Linked DNA regions of Sus scrofa: region 2 is linked to region 1. Evidence: chromatin contacts called from public Hi-C data. All regions are on one chromosome and are shown on one strand. Each heading gives the region's core, a stretch centred on a gene start, on an enhancer-like site or on the middle of the called end of the contact. The rest is flanking DNA. Distances are from core to core; before and after follow the strand shown.

Evidence for each region. Hi-C and Micro-C count contacts between places; a contact is called where the count stands out from the background.
Region 2: a Hi-C map of liver shows a contact between it and region 1, with 16 times the contacts expected there. The contact joins two enhancer-like sites. A contact is called at or near these places in 1 of 5 promoter capture datasets (liver) and 5 of 47 Hi-C or Micro-C datasets (liver and skeletal muscle).

Annotation. Positions count from the first base shown.
Region 1 is chr13:10,342,544-10,346,183 of Sscrofa11.1, forward strand. All of the region lies in intron 4 of UBE2E2 (UB2E2), which reads left to right. Among named protein-coding and RNA genes, the nearest start is that of UBE2E2, 340 kb to the left of the region's middle. Within about 2 kb of position 1,673, at least 2 of the 83 cell types and tissues checked have an H3K27ac peak or open chromatin away from gene starts, as enhancers often do. A contact at or near this core is called in liver, where this site is marked.
Region 2 is chr13:10,408,565-10,412,204 of Sscrofa11.1, forward strand. No RefSeq gene overlaps it. Among named protein-coding and RNA genes, the nearest start is that of NKIRAS1, 310 kb to the right of the region's middle. Within about 2 kb of position 1,882, at least 1 of the 83 cell types and tissues checked has an H3K27ac peak or open chromatin away from gene starts, as enhancers often do. A contact at or near this core is called in liver, where this site is marked.

The DNA.
Region 1 (3,640 bases), core at 423-2,922:
TTCGGTGTAAAGTCATTTAAATTTGTCTCATTAGGAGTTGCTGGCGTAGCTCAGCAGAAATGATCTGACTAATATCCATGAGGATGCAGGTTCGATCCCTGGCCTTGCTTAGTGGGTTATGAATCTGGAATCGCTGTGAGCTGTGGTGTAGGTTGCAGATGTGGCTCAGATCTGGCATAACTGGCAGTGGCATAGGCCAGCAGCTATAGCTCTGATTCGACTCCTAGCCCAGGAACTTCCATATGCCACGATCGCATCCCTAAAAAGACAAAAAATTAATAATAATTAAAAATTAAATAAGTAAATAAATTTGTCTCATAATCTGGGGTAAATTTAGACTCACCAACCTCACCTTCTAGCCCTGGCTTTGACCTCCTTCTACTTAGCATTCCTGGTGCATATTTTATTGTCCCTTAATTAATATAAATCTAGTCATGGGTAAGCCATTGCTACAAATTTTGTTATAAAGTCTCTTGCTGTCCTTGCAGTGATAACCTCTGATTTTCAGTTAGGAAGTTGATCTCATTAAAAAGCTGCTGTGTATGTTAACTTCAGATGGAAATTCTCTTCAATTTACTTTTTAGAAACTCTCACTTGGGGGTTTTCCTTTTTAGACATCAGCAGTGATCTATTTTTTGTTTAAAGAAACACTGAGGAAATGACGTGGTAGTCTAAATCAGTACGTAACAATTTCTACAAAAACTGAAGTTTTCCTTCACTAAAATGAATTAATGAATGTATTTCTGTTAAAATTTAGTAAATTGTCTGTTTTTGAGGTCTTTTTCTCCCCTGAAATTATCTTTAGATCTTTAGCATCTCGTGTTCTTTTGAAAATTGGGTAAAGCTGTTGAATTATTTGTTCTGTTGTCAGCGAAAGACTATGAAAACACAAATAAATTGAAAAGTGAAGCAGACCCTCTCTATAAATAAAACCCACCTTTACTTACATGAAAATGTATGTTTTACTCAAAACTCCTTATCCAAAGAATGACTCAGACTATCTTCCCCTTACTTGAGGAATTTCTGAAGAGTTAAGAACATCTAGGCTAAATTTTAATTAACTTTTTCTATTATTTCTTAAATGAAGATAATTAAAAGATAAAGATTATAATGGTGAAAACGTACTCATTAATTCTCCTCAATCTAGAGTAAAACAATTTTTTGTTGTTGTTGCTGTTGTTTAAGTGATGGAAAGAATTGGGCAAGAGTTAAGTACTTTAGGTCAAAGGTCTTCCCTATCCCTTAGGTAACCTCTCCCAGCGTTTTTTTTGTTTGTTTGGTTGGGTTTTTTTGTTTGTTTGTTTTTTGTTGTTATTGTTGTTTTTATACTTTAGGACCAGTAATGAGTTTCTCATTCTTTAAAATTAGTCCTCTTTCCTTTGTAGTCACATTTTTTTTTTTTTTTTAACTTCAGTCATCTGGTCACACAGCTCTAATTTAATGCTTGGTCACATCAACTGTATTAACCCTTACAATTAGTGTTCTTGAATTACACCTGCTTCCTTTCTATACCTCTGTCCTTGTTCTTTATTATGACATCAGTTTCTGTTATTATTTTATTGAGTATTAAGTATTTTATTGTGAATCGTTTCACTCTTTGGCAAAGTGAGGCATATAACAAGAGATTGAAGTTTTGCTTGTGGTAGGTTCAAGGGGCACATTTTGTAATGACCCAGCACTCACCGTTCAGGTTTATTTACAGCTTCCATCAGGAGAGACGTGACTGTCAGGCTTTACTAAGCAGTTTTGTTTCAACAACAAGACTTAGTTTTCCTGTCTGTTGTCCAGCTGATCTGTGGGTCTCTGGGTCTCCACACATGCAGAAAGGTTTCTGGTATTATTTCCAGGCAAGAATTTGCCCCAGGTGTTTTTTCTATCACTTAGAAGGGGTAGAAATGATGAGATTATTAAGGAGCTCACTATCTATCATTCTCTTTTATCTTTACTCTAGGCCACTTTTGGAACTCTTTAAGTGCTATTTCCTGGTTGGTTAATATAGTAGATTAGTTACTGGGAGATGGAATCATTCTAATGATAGTTAGGTCAGAAACACCTGTACCTGATTTACAGATGATATAGCACAGATTCTACTTTATATAAATTTAAAAAGTGAATACATTTTAAAAATGTGATAACAGCAGGAAACACCCTCCAGAATGTTGAACCACCTCACTCCACCCCAGAGGCTTTGGGCCCCTGATCACTTTTCTGTCTGTACAAGTTTCCATGTGGCTGTCACCTTTCCCTTTCGGGTGACCTTTCAGAGAGGCCCACCTTCTGAGACTGCCCCAACAGCACTGAGGGGGCCCCTCTGTGATCACACTGCCTTTTTAAAAAATTAATTTTATTGTGGTTTTTACAATGTGTTAATTTCTGCTAGCAGAGTGATTCAGCCACACACATGCCCAGAGGATCTGTTAATGAAGCTGCTCCGAGAGAGAACTGGAGGGAAGAGTGATGCTCTCCAGGCGGAGCACTAGGCTGTATCCTCCTCCCACAAAGAGGAACAGCTGAACCTCAGCCTGGTCACCACTGCCTTCAGAGACCGCCTCTTTCAGGACCCCTAATAGAAAAACATTGAGAGGAAGTGAACAAATCACATCAGAGGTCCCCCCAAAAGTAGTGTAACCCCCATCATCTTTTGCAGGAGACAAATACAAGAACTTCAGAAAAGCCTTCATACTCATTTTCAACCTGTCCCCAGGAGCCCAGGGACTCTGCTGCATTTTACTGCCTGTGCCTGGCAGTATAAAGCTGAGTACCTTGGCACAAAGCCCACCTTCACCCAAGGCTCTGATTTGTCTCCTCTCTAAGCCTGAAGGGTCTCCCTGTCCTCCCCGGGAATTGCTGAGCTAGAGGCAGGGGCAGAGTGAATGGCCAGCACATATTTATTTCTTTAGGACAGAGCTTAGTGGTGGATATAGCCTTCTCTTTCTCCTTTTTCCTACTAACTGGTCTCTTCTCTTTTTTCTGTATTTCTAGCCTCTTGATTTTTCTGCTGATCCTTCTCTTTTTCTTTTGTTCTGTTCTCATTGGTCACTTGCTGCTTTCCTTCTTTCCTTTTTTTTTTTTTAACTCTGGTTGATTTGCAATATTAGTTTCAGGTGTATGACATGATTCAATATTTTTACAAATTATACTCCATTTAAAGTTATTACAAAATATTGGTTATATTCCCTGTGCTATACAATATATTCTTGTAGCTTATCTATTTTATATATGGTAATTTGTACCTCTTAATCCCCTTCCTCTTTCTTGCCATTCCCTACTTCCCTCTTGCCACTGGTAACCACTAGTTTGTTCTCCATATCTTTTTTTGTTATATTCATGTTTATTTGTTAGATTCCACATATAAGTGAAAACATACAGGATTTGTCTTTCTCTGCCTGACCTCACGTAGTATTCTCTGGGTCCATACATGTTGCTGCAGATGGCATTATTTCACTCTTTTTTATGGCTGAGTAGTATTTCATTTTATATATATGTGTGTGTGTGTGTGTATATATATATACACACACACACACATATATATATCATATCTTCTTTATCCATTTATCTATTGATGGACACTTAGGTTGCTTCCATATCTTGGCCGTTATAATGTTTTTATAAATATTGGGGTGCACGTATTTTTTGAAGT
Region 2 (3,640 bases), core at 632-3,131, 66 kb after region 1:
TCACTGGGTTAAGGATCCGGCATTGCCGTGAACTGTGGTGTAGGTTGCAGATGCGGCTCGGATCCCGTTTGCTGTGGCTCTGGCATAGGCCGGTGGCTACAACTCCGATTTGACCCCTAGCCTGGGAACCTCCATATGCTGCGGGAGCAGCCCAAGAAATGGCAAAAAGACCAAAAAAAGAAAAAAAAAATGCGTCTTCTGTGAAGGTTATGATATGACTAACAACTGAGTACTGAGTACTTGATCACAAAGACAACTGTCCTCTTGAGTGTCACCTCCTTTGCTCCCATCTCAACCACAGCCCCGAGCACCCCGCCGCCCCCACTCGCTGTCAGCAGGACTGCCACTGAGCCACCCAGCACTCCGCTTAGTCAGTGAGCACTGCCTCAGACCCCAACACAGCTCTGCCTCAAGCCCACCCTGGCTGAGAGCTGCCTGCATCTGCTGAGGGCTTGGGAGATGATGCAGTGGTTTTTCAGCGACATCATTAGGAGGCTGGGCTTTCTAACCCTGGGCTTTGGCTGTTCAGTTTTCTCTTCTGATGCCCAAACGTCCTACTGAACCTCCTTCCTAGAAATGGAGTGGTCTTCCACAGCCCCTAGAGAAACCTACCATCTTCATTAATTTCCAGCAGGTTGAAAGTTAACCCACAGTTAGCAATTGAAGCACTCAAAGAAGGAACTGTCTCTATCTGTCTCCAACTAAATGAACTTCTTACCTCTTGAGCCTTTGTTTCTTCCCTTTTCCTGGCAGCACCCATAGTATGCAGAAGATCCCTGGGCCATGGATTAAACACATGCCACAGCAGTGATAACACTGGATCCTTACCCCACTGAGCCACTGGGGAACTCCTTGAGTCCTTTTTTCTGCTGAAGGTGGGAAACCTAATCTTGCCAATTCAAAAGAGTTGGCTGCTTCTGATGTAAAAATCATACCCTTTTGGGTAACTGCATCTTAGATGACCTAAGTGCTGGGAGGCTGCCCCAGCGTGTTCTTCCTGATCCTGATGGCATCTGCATGGCCTATGTGGCCATGGTTGGACCACCACCAAGACTGTCCCCGAGGAGTGTCCAGGACCACTCAGAGCTCTCCAGTGGGATTCTCTGAGAAGGCTGGCGTCCCCACCATAGCCTAGAGGGGCAGGTGGTCACAGCTTGCTCTCAACTTCCCTGACCTGTATGGGATGTCCACGCCCCCACCTGCACCTGAATCAGAACACTGGGCCTCCTCAGGGACCCTACCTTGAAGCTTGGGGTGTGTTCTCTGCGAGTTGTCCTCCTCTCTGAGGCAGGAAAGCTGTGTTTCCATCCCCATGTCTCCTGGATGCTAGACCTAGACGAGTGGTTCCAACCATGTGCTCCCTGGACCAGACTCAGCATGCCTGCAAGGGGCTGGAATCTAGGGTGGACCAGCCTCCACGCTCTCAACCAAGTCTGGGTGCCGCTCTGGTTCCAGTGTCCTGAACCCACCACATCCAGCTCCTGATATTTTAAACCAGGTTTGGGATTTAAAGGCACTTTTCTTTCTTAAGAACAAGGCTTTGGGAGTTCCCTGGTGGCTCAGCAGCTTAAGGACCTGGCATAGTCATGGCTGTGGCTCTGGATACCGCTGTGGTACGGGTTTGATCCCTGACCCAGAACTTCTGTATACTGTGGGCATGGCCAAACTCCGCCCCCACCCCCCACCCCGCAAAAGGTAAAACTGCTAGTTGCCCACGTGAATTGAGATGTATTCGATTCTATTTCTTTTTTACCTTTGGTGAATCAGGCGTTCGGGGCGAGGTAAACAAGGAAATATTTTCCCCTCTCTTCTGGCCAAGAGAAAGGCCAAATGTCAGCACTCATTGATGGATGCCAATTCCAGGCTCTTCTGTCAAAACTGATCTGAACTTTGGTTTGCTTTGCCGCCGATGAGGGCAGCCACAGCCTCGAGCTTTGCCTGTGGGTGAGACCGTGTTAATCTCCAGGAAGCGACTTTCACAAGCTGGATTCATAGCACACCAGGGCCCAAAAGGGACAAGTGCCAAGTCCCTTCAAGTTTTGAAGTATTGTTGGGACCACAGCTGGGACGCAGACGGAATTGGAAAATGCAACTGGAGGAAAACCAGCAGCCGCAAGCAGAGAACCAAAAAAGAAAGAAATCTGTAGCACTCAGCCCAAACAGCAGGGACCACTGGAGACTGAACTGAGTGCTGCAGAATGTCTGCGCACCAACCCAGGGGCGGGGTCGGCAGGCTTTCCTCCTGGCACCGTGGGGACCGCAGCCAAGGCACAGGAGGCTCCCCTTTCCAAAAAGCAAATGAAATTGTCCCTTTTTTGCTCAGAAGGCCAGAGCAAAGTTCATCATTTTGACTTGTCTTGTTCATTAAAGGATTGCCTGAAGGACAGGTACTGAATTGAAGAAATTAGCTAAGGAGGCTGACAAGAGGCCAGGTAACAAGAAAACGGGGTGGCAAACACCCTGACTCCATCAAACCTGAGCTAATGGCTGCTCGGTCGGAAGAGTCATGAATGCAGAGCAGCTGCTTTGGTTCCAGCTTCTCCATTTCTCCCCAGAGGGCACTATTTTGTTCTCTGCTTCATTTGGCTATTAAACATGGTCTTTCGAGAACAATATCTGGATTTGGGACACGTGGAATCCATTTTTTCCCTCCTAGAACTTGAATAAAGTCATTTGTCTCCACTCCTCCCAACTTATCACATTTCTGGCACAGTTATAACAACCATGTTATCGTTCCTTCTAGGATAATTTGATTCTGGCACTCCTGGCCCTTTGCAATACTGTATTCAGATTATCTCCATCTGGATATGTAAGGGGATGCCGTCATTTCAGACTTGGGTCTGTAGTTTTTTTTTTTTTTTAGAGCCGCACCCATGGCATATGGAGGTTCCCAGACTAGGGGTCTAATTGGAGCTGTAGCTGCCAGGCTATGCCACAGCCACAGCAACCTCAGATCTGAGCCACGTCTGCGACCTACACCACAGCTCATGGCAATGCCGGATCCTTAACCCACTGAATGAGGCCGGGGATTGAACCGCAATGTCATGGTTCCTAGCTGGATTCACTTCCACTGCGCCACGATGGGAACTCCGAGGGTCTGTAGTTTGTGATCCTAGATAAGTGAGTCTCATGTGGATGTAGTTCAGAGAATTGTCCACCTCTAGAAAAAGTGGGCAATCACTCTGGAGGCAGCCGGTAACAAAAGCTCCTGCATATTCCCAAACTAGGACTTCTATTGGGAATTTGGAGAAATCCAATGTAGTCTGACTTTTCTTTTAAGGAATTGGTTCGTGTTGTCAGGAGAGTAAATTCAACACACACACACACACACACACACAACTTTGTATACGGACAGATGGTAACTAAACTTACTGTGGTGATCATTCCACAGTATGTATGAATATTGAACCATTATGTTCAATATAACATATACCTGAAACTAATAAAATGTTATATATCAATTATACATTGATTTAGAAAAAAAGAAAAAAAAACTGCTTTCAGGGGGAAAAAAAAAAGTGGTTCTCAAAGTGGGATCTCTAGTGGCTCTGAGTCAATCCAAAAATTCAGCCCCTTTCACTGGTTTTCATTTTTATATACCACTCAGACCGCCTTATGAGTAATTTACATTCGAGCAGAG